Regions from separate parts of the Danio rerio genome. Here region 1 is linked to region 2. The links are chromatin contacts, called in public Hi-C maps. All regions are on one chromosome and are shown on one strand. Each heading gives the region's core, a stretch centred on a gene start, on an enhancer-like site or on the middle of the called end of the contact. The rest is flanking DNA. Distances are from core to core; before and after follow the strand shown.

Region 1 (4,415 bases), core at 811-3,310, 150 kb before region 2:
TCAGCAGCGCTGCAGTCGAGAACTGGGCTTTAGTTCGTTTATTCTGTGTGCAAACTCAAACAAGCTGCTTATGAACACACACAAAGGTAAAAGATTATAAATAAACAACAATGTGTAATGAAGACTGGGCTTTGGGGGGGTCTGGTGATTCAAAAGAATGACCAATGGAAAGGTCAGAAGCACCAAAAGCAGCCTATTAGAGTTCACTTTAATAGTAATTAGGCTGTTTAATAATCCAAAATCAAGCCTAAATAATGTGCCGTGCTCTCTGTGTAAGGGATTCATCAGAATAAACATCAGAATCAGGGCACAGCACTTACAAAATGTGGAAAAATAACAAAAGGCCTTTATTGACATGACTGTGCCTCAGAACTGCGGCTACATCAGGTTACCCAGATACAGTCGAGTGTTCTCTAAACGCGTCAGCGCAGTGTGAGGAATAGCCATGTCAATAAAGCCTTTATTATTGTGTCCACATCTTTCCTCAGACTAACTTCTGCTGTTTAATGCTAATTACAGGCTGCTGCTGAATTTTCAAGAGGCTTGCAAGAAAATGGTGAAGCTCTTTTTATATGTGTTTATTATAAATCTTTTGGAAATATTCACATTTAGGTGCATCAAAATGGAGCTAATCCAGCTAAATAGTGCTTAAATGCCACTTGTTGGAGTATTTAAACATCATAATTAATCAGAAAATGAGGAGAGTAACTGCAAACACGTCCACATCTTGAGTATAAGAACCACTGCTTTCACCAGGCTGGCTACGGGCCTGAAGATGACAGGTCACCGCAGAGATCGGTTTGACCCTGTGATCAGTGTATATCCACAATGACCATTGACTGATCATGCAGACTCATTAGGAGAGAAGCCCTGAAGCCTCACCTGTTCCCCAGTAGCTGTGACACTCACACCTTTACCTCAGGTGCTGTCCAGTCTGATCATGCTTGAGATGGCTCCACTCCTTCATCTGGACCCAGCTGTGTTTGATTACTCTGGTTGGACGTGATCAGGTAAGCCACGCACACCTGTCTATATCAGACAGCTCACAGGGCATGGCGGAGCAGATCATGAGCTCAGACACACCAGGGTGGTACATCAGATCTGGCCAAGCTGATTGAATGAGGGGGTCTGAACGCTTTCCACACCCATACTGTGATGTATTTCAGTGCGAGTGTGTGAAAGCTGTAAATGCTCGGATTGTTTCTGTGTTGTGCTGTGTGTGTTTGGTTAGAGTAGTGTGCTGATCTGACATCAGATGATCAGACAAAGAGCTCTTTATGACCTCATCATGCTGAGCGTGGTGCCCGCAGCGGCCGCTAGAGGGCGACGCCCCCCCGGGATCCGCCACTCTGTGGCCGCCGAGAGAGCGCTCTGTGCCCGCTGGAGGAGCGCTGGACACCCGCTTCGGTACTCGACCACTGGAGCTAATATTCGGGTGATTTATTTCTAGTATCAGAGCACTGGGAGTTGTGAAGGTCATTGTTGTTTTTTTGTTAAAGTATTTCTGGGAGGTTTCTTCAAGTCATCTTCACTTATAAACCGCACTTAAAGCAGCCAAACACACATAAAGAAGAGTAAATCAGGGTAAGCAGGCACGTGCACACATAGGGCTCACCTGAGCAGTGCACATGCCCTTTTAGTCTTGGATAGAAAGTGCCCCCGCGACGACATGTTATTAGGCCTATTCTTCATTAATTCTTCATTATTCACATGTAAAATAATAAAGACATGACGACAGATTAATAAACACGCGTACAGCTGTGGATGAGGGTGGAGGAGCTCCTGCAGCGCGACATTACCGCCGTGATCAGCTCTAGTTTTGCTTATTGATAAAGATTTCCGTGTAACTGATTCATCTCCAGTTTCTCGTCTTCCGGTTTCTCCTTTTGTTCTGTGTTAAAGTTCCTGTTTTGCTATAAATATATTTATTTTAAGAGGAGTGTGTGTGTGTGTGTGTGTGTGACAGTAACGCATCTCTTCGTGATTTATTAATCATCTCTTCATTGTTCCTGAAGCCCCACGTGCACGCGCTTCTGACGTCGGGCGCGCGCACGGGGAGAGCATCAGGAGCGCGCGCGCGGTACCGGAGGAGAGGAGAGGCAGCGGCTGCGAGCGCCGGAACACCGATGACATCAACGAGCAGCAGAACCTCCGGAGGATCCCGGTCATGATGGAGGATCCGCGGCCGAGCTCAGGTGAGCGCGCTGGGTCAGGCGGGATGGGTGGGTCGGTGGAGCTGCTGGGTTCCGCTGGTTATTGTGGCGTTGCGCTGCTCCGCTGTCGGGGATGATGGAGGATCGCTGTTTGTTCTCCGCCTTTGTTCAGAGCCGCTGCCGTTTCTCTCCGGTTTCACACCTGATCCGGTGCAGAGGCGGAGCGCTCGGGCTGACGGCGTACAGCGGGGCTCCGGGGAGCGGGAATATGACGGAAAATCACCGAGCGGCTGCTGCGGGACTCCCGCTCTCCGTCAAACCTTGACTATAACGCGCATCACCTGCAGACCGGGAGCGGGTCGGTGCTGCCGCTTGGTACATCACGCAGATCCACAGTAAACAGCACTGATGATGATGATGATGATGATGATGATGATGATGAAGCAGGTGGATCTGTGTCGCTCATGTAGAGGAATAACAGCCCGATCTGCCTGATGTGCAGGAGATCTGCTGCTGATGATGAAGAGGATGATGATGATGATGATGAAGATGATGTGAGATATGCTCGTGTAGATGTGGCGACACTGATGATACAGTCTGTGCTTAAGGTGTTCTTGAGGTGTTCCGTTAAGCGGCTTCATGCTGTCGGTGATGGAGGCTGTGTGTTATTCAGTGCTCTGACACACACACACACACACACCACACACACACACCACACACACACACACACACACACACACCACACACACATACACACCACACACACACACAAACCACACACACACAGCGTCAGCAGTTTCTCACAGGTTTCTCATGATGATCTCAGCTCTCTCTCTCTCTCTCTCTCTCTCTGTGTGTGTGTGTGTATGTTTGTGTGTGTGTGTGTGTTTAACCTTTATTATCGCTGTATTCTGCATCAAACCTTCAACATGAACATGACTACAGTCCCTCAGAGATGTGCTGAGACTCCAGCGGTGTGTGTGTGTGTGTGTGTGTGTGTGTGTTCCTCGTGTCTCTCAGTGATATTCGCTGATGTTTGAGTCATTTACATTTACATTTTAGGTGCTTTATTGGCATGACAAATAGATGTTTGAGTCTCTGATGGTGTTTCTGTTGAAGATCCTGAAGCTGATGTGTCAGAAACGGCCTGTGTGTGCTCAAAACAGCTTAGCAACACCTTAGCAACGGCTGGTCACATGACCACTGCTCTGTGTGTTCTGGTGCACAGAGACTAATCCGGTTAGTTTAGTGTCTCAGACAGAACATACATGGGCTGTGTGTGTGTGTGTGTGTGTGTGTGTGTGTGTGTGTGTGTGTGTGTGTGTGTGTGTTTCTGCATCCTCCGTCCAGCATTGTCTCCCATCACTGACTGACTGACGGAGATGATAAGATGGCCGCCAGCATTACTCCAGACTCTCTCACACACACACACACACACACACACACACACACACACACACGCTGCTCTGTGCGCTGGGGAATACAGTGTGGAAGCGCTGGTCTCTGTGTGCCAAGCGTCTGCTAATGGCGATGGCGGCTCCGCTTACCCCGGAAGCTCAGAAATGATTATTCTCTGTTTCCTGTGTGTGTGTGTGTGTGTGTGTGTGTGTGTGTGTGTGTGTGTGTGTGTGTGTGTGTGTGTGTGAGAGTGACAAGAGGCTCACCTTGAGAAGAAATACAGGGCACACTGACAACACTGAAGGACAGACAGAATAAAGAGGAATATATGGAGGAGCAGACTGAACACACACACACACACACACACACACACACACACACACACACACACACACACACTATTAGATGATGCTTTTATTTAGTAAATAATGTAATCATCTTCATCATCTTCATCCTCATGTACAGTAAAACACGTGTGTGTGTGTGTGTGTGTGTGTGTGTGTTGTGGATCATCTTCATCTCTGCAGCTCTTCATCAGTGTAGAAGCAGAAGCGGGTGATCCTCCTCTTCAGATGTGCAGTGTGTTCAGCTCAGGGCTTTAGTTTTACTCCTCTCACGTACACCAGTCATATATTGCTGCTGTGTGTGTGTGTGTGTGTGTGTGTGTGTTTGCGTTAGTGTGTGTGTGTGTGTTTGCGTGAGTGTGTGTGTGTGTGTGTGATTAATGTTGTGTGTGTCCAGGCGCCGGTGTGTTTGACCTCTGACCCCGTGGGCTGTAGAGACGCAGCTGTGTGTGTGTGTGTGTGTGTGTGTGTGTGTGTGTGTGCGCGCGCTCTGCTCCTCATTTGCTCTTCAGTATTGATC
Region 2 (4,508 bases), core at 1,366-3,865:
CACACACACACACACACACACACTCATTATCTCTTATTATAAATCAGATGTATGATGGTTTGCAGCATCATCGTGGTCAGATGGTTAGCCTACAATTATTAATTATGAAGATGCTCTGTGTTGAAAGTGTCTGCTGGTTAAAGAGCAGATGCCTGACTGCTCAACAGATTATCAGACGGCTAGGCAAGTGTATTTCCACAGCACATTTCATCCGTAAATGGCGATTTAAACATGAATAAAAGAGACAAGAAGAAATGAAATACAAACAAATAATATAAGAACAGAAGAAAACAGCGCAAAGACAGATTTTCCATATTTGTGTATCATATTTTCTCATTTTACTCTGGGACTTCCCCATTCTGGTGATCAGCCTCCCTATGTGGACTTTTTCGGTACTTATTAATCTCTTACTTTAATAGAAAGTAATCCGCTGTTGAGCTGACTGTGTTCTGACTGTTGTAGCTGTGTAATGACTCTAATCATTCAGCGGAGTGATATGGAGCTGCTTTAAACCTGCCGGAACTACTTTAGCTGTGCCTTTATCTGACAATAACCAAACACCTGAGCATGACCATTAGCCAATCAGAATCCAGCATCAGAATCCATGTTGCCAGATTGGGCGGTTCTGGATTTGATTGTGAGGGTAATATATATCATTGGCGGGTTGACAAAATTTGGGCGGCTGTGAAACATAAACTTTATATTCAATTTACTTCACCTTAATTTCGATACGCTTTTACTATGTAGACTGTGTCAAAGCAGCTTCACATAGAAGATCATAGTGATTTGAAGCTGTGTCGGTCCAGTGTTCAGAGTTTCAGTTCAGCTCAGCTCAGTGTTGAAGGATTCGGATTTCTGCTTTCCAATCCGTCTCATCATGGACCACCGTTTATCCTTTTCATCATCCTGTTTCTCAGTATTTAACTGTGAATTGATTTTAACTAACGAATAAGTTAAAACTGCTTACTGCAAGAATGTTCTGTGTCCTTGTTTCTCGTTTTGCCTGTCTATTTTAACTTTGTTTTCAGGAGACACACAAACCAGGTCATAGGTCATGGAGACCTCTCTCTCTCTCTCTCTCCATCTGTTCTTATGACTGGAGGTCCAATACAGAGGAGAAGAAGACAGCTGTTTTATTGTCCTGATATATTGCCTATAATTTTATAGCTGTTTGATTGATCTGTTTTTGAGCATAATTAATAGTAATGTAATTCCTTTTTGTGTGGAGACAGACTGTGTGTAGCCAAGATATTGCAGCAGACTGTTGATGGAAACAGTCTTGAACTAGCCTGATAACACAGCTGAACGTACAAGAAACATCCTTGAGTCTTTAACACAGATGGTCTTTTGTGTCTATTGTTTTGCTGGTTTAGCTTTGTACAGGTCGGAGATCAGCTCCTAATAACTTAAGGCGACCTCACCTCTAGGCATCAGGTTGCCATCCATATCTGGAGACAGATACAATGCTTTCTTTGACGCACACATTAAGGCCATCCATATCTGGAAGTAGATACTATGTTTCTTTGACGCATGAATTTAGAATTGTCTATTTCTGTTGTAACCAATGAGAACTGTTTACCTGGATCCCACCCTTTCTGGACTTGTGTAAAGAGTATAATTGTTCGATTGTTGAAACTGTAAGCAGAGCGGCCTAGGAACTCATTGAGAGTGTTGAAGCTGGCTTCTGCGAATGCAAACTATCTTCAGTACACTTGATTTATTTTTTTTTTAAATCTCTGACTCCGGCTCTTCTTCATCTACCAGACTGGTCATTCTTTGGGTTAAACTGTAAACTATCCCTACAGTGTTGTTTAATCTTCACTGCTGAGAGTCCAAACACTGAGGAGCAAATCCAGCAATGCACAACTCCACAAGTCCCGAACCAAGCAAGCCGAACCAAAAAGCTTCACCAATTGGTGAAAGTGAAGAATTAAGAAACCTGGAAAGAAACCAGGCTCAGCTGGGCTCCACCATTTCTCCTCTGGCCAAACGTCTTGTGCAGAGCTGCAGTGTAGGCGCTGGAGGCTGGAGAACACTGCACCACACACTGGGCATCCGCTGAGTAAAACATGTGCTGGATAAATTGGCGGTCATTCCGCTGTGGTGACCCCAGATTAATAAAGGGACTAAGCTGACAAGAAAATGAACAAATAATCTAATATTTTCAATAGTATCTGGATGCAGCCTTTATGATGCAAGCTGAGCTTGCATCACGCCGCAATGCAATGTCAGACACAATGCACTCAAATGGAGCGAGTGACGTCACAGCGAGGGGTAGGGTTAGGGGCGGGGTTAGAGGGTGAGCCCATTAAAAGGCATTGGATGCAGCTCAGATTGCACTGCACCAGGTCTGCATCCAGACTCCTCTCAATATTTTGCCCATTTTTGTGCATTTGAGTAGCTTTTGCCCTGGAATCAGCAGACCTGTAGTATAGAGGTGTAACTACCTTTATATTTCTGTCAAACAATGAGGAATATGTAAAGCTGGTGTTGTCTGATGTGGCCAAAGACTGTTGTGGTTATGGCTGTCTGCGAGGCGCAGTGGCATCAGTCAGCCAGCAGGAGGTGCTGTGAGCTCTGCGCTGCTGTATTTCCATCTGACGATCATCAAACCGCAGAAGAAGCGTCAGATTCACAACACTTAGCGCGATGGAGTCCAGCGATGCAGGTAAAACACCGATTAAACATTAGATATGTCGATTAAACACCGCTTTCATCGCTGATCTGCGCCCGTGTGTGTGTTTTCGTGTCGCTTTCAGACGCTGTTTATGGTGAGGGTGTTTGAGTTGTTGTGAGCGATTAGCCGCAGCTAAACTGCTAAACTCCTCAACACACACACACACACACACACACTCCGGATAATCTGTGTGTGTGTTTATTTTTACACACATTAAACACAAAGATGAGCAACTCTTCTTCTGGTTTATTGAGTTATGGTGTATGTTTGAGGCTGAATATGAAGGAAAGGCGGCGGTTTCTGAGCTGAAGGAGGAGTAATGATGAAAACAGAGAGCGAGAGATCAAAATAGAGCTAAAAGAGATCATAAATACAACACTGCAGAGATAATACCCTAATCAACTGTGATTTCAGCTTCTTCATGCACCTAAGAGAAGTTTTCCGTTAGAGAAACCGACTGGAGAGTATGATCCTGCATAACACTGCTCTGAGCGTCCTCATATACAGGACACAAGGCTGCAGGTCTGACTCTGAGCTGTGTGTTCAGTCAGGAGTAGAGCTCTGCCATCATCTTCTGTTAATGTTATAAACACAGACAGCAGGCATGAGCTGCTTTAACTGTAAGACACACACACACACAGATGCACAGTACTGATCATAGCACTGTCTCACTGTGGAGGAGCGAGATGGTGTGTGGTGAAATGTTGGTTCAGATGAAGCACTTTTCAGATCTCCTGTGTGAGTCCCACGGCTCTCGCTCTGACCTGCGACACACACACACACACACACATTCTCAGCTAAAGCGTCTGTACTGTGACCTCACTGATGGACATTTACAGTTCAATGAGTAAATAAAGGAAGGAGAAATTCATTCCCCTTCAGCTCAGTGCCTTTATTCATCAGCGGTCGCCACAGTAGAATGAACCGCTAACTATTCCAGCATAAGCTTTACACAGAGGACAGCCTTCCAGCCGCAACCTAGTACTGGGAAACACCCATACACATTCATACTCTATGGCCAGTGTATTTGATCAGTTCCCCTATAGCTCATGTGTTTGGACTGTGGGGGAAACCGGAGCACCCGGAGGAAACCCACACCAACACGGGGAGAACATGCAAACTTTCTTGCTGTGAGGCAGTCGTGCTACCCACTGTGCCACTGTGCTGCCCAAATCTGTCGCATGTTCTCACTAATTTTGGGAAACTTTTGTGTTTGTTTGTGTGTGTGTGTGTGTGTGTGTGTGTGTGTGTGTGTGTGTGTGTCAGCTCGTGGAGGATGGAAAACCCACCAGAAGCTGAAGGTGATCATGAAGCAGGAGGAGCTGATCGCTCAGAAGAAGAGAGAGATCGAGGCCAGACTCAGAGATCAGGCCCAGCAGAACCACAAACACCAGCAGAACCACAAACACAACCTCAACCAGAACCAGAACAAAACCAGCAGGTGACACACACACACACTCACCTAGAGCCCAGTCTTCATACCTGAACAAACACTGAATCAGGCTAAAATATCCAGATAAACCAGGAGTCACCATCCCTGTTCCTAGAGAGTTCAGCTCCAGCCCTGATCAAACACACCTGGACAAACTAATTAGCACCAGAGATGCATATAGGCCAGGGGTGTCCAAACTCAGTCCTGAGGGCCGGTGTCCTGCCTGGTTTAGCTCCAACTCACTTCTACACACCGGCAGGAGAATGCTAGTGTTTTTAGTAAGAGCTTGATCAGCTGTTCAGGTGTGTTTGATTAGGGCTGGAGCTACACTCTCCAGGACATCGGCCCTACACTGAATCTGTGGTGTATAAAGTATATCTAGTTTTAATATCACTTTCA

The links. A called contact is a pair of places that touch in the nucleus more often than the background predicts.
Region 1: a Hi-C map of hematopoietic stem cells shows a contact between it and region 2, with 2.1 times the contacts expected there. The contact joins the promoter of ptprsb here to the promoter of sugp1 in region 2. A contact is called at or near these places in 2 of 18 Hi-C or Micro-C datasets (caudal fin and hematopoietic stem cells) and 1 of 4 datasets of contacts at active chromatin or transcription factors (caudal fin).

The regions. Positions count from the first base shown.
Region 1 is chr2:63,397,772-63,402,186 of GRCz12tu, reverse strand. It overlaps ptprsb (protein tyrosine phosphatase receptor type Sb), which reads left to right and starts at 2,060. Exons shown (of 29, transcript XR_012395544.1): 1 at 2,060-2,195. The region is part of intron 1 of fem1a (fem-1 homolog a); the gene reads left to right.
Region 2 is chr2:63,247,798-63,252,305 of GRCz12tu, reverse strand. sugp1 (SURP and G patch domain containing 1) reads left to right here and starts at 2,615. Exons shown (of 14, transcript XM_073932472.1): 1 at 2,615-2,668; 2 at 3,944-4,118. LOC101884729 reads left to right here. Exons shown (of 13, transcript XM_073932478.1): 13 at 1-975.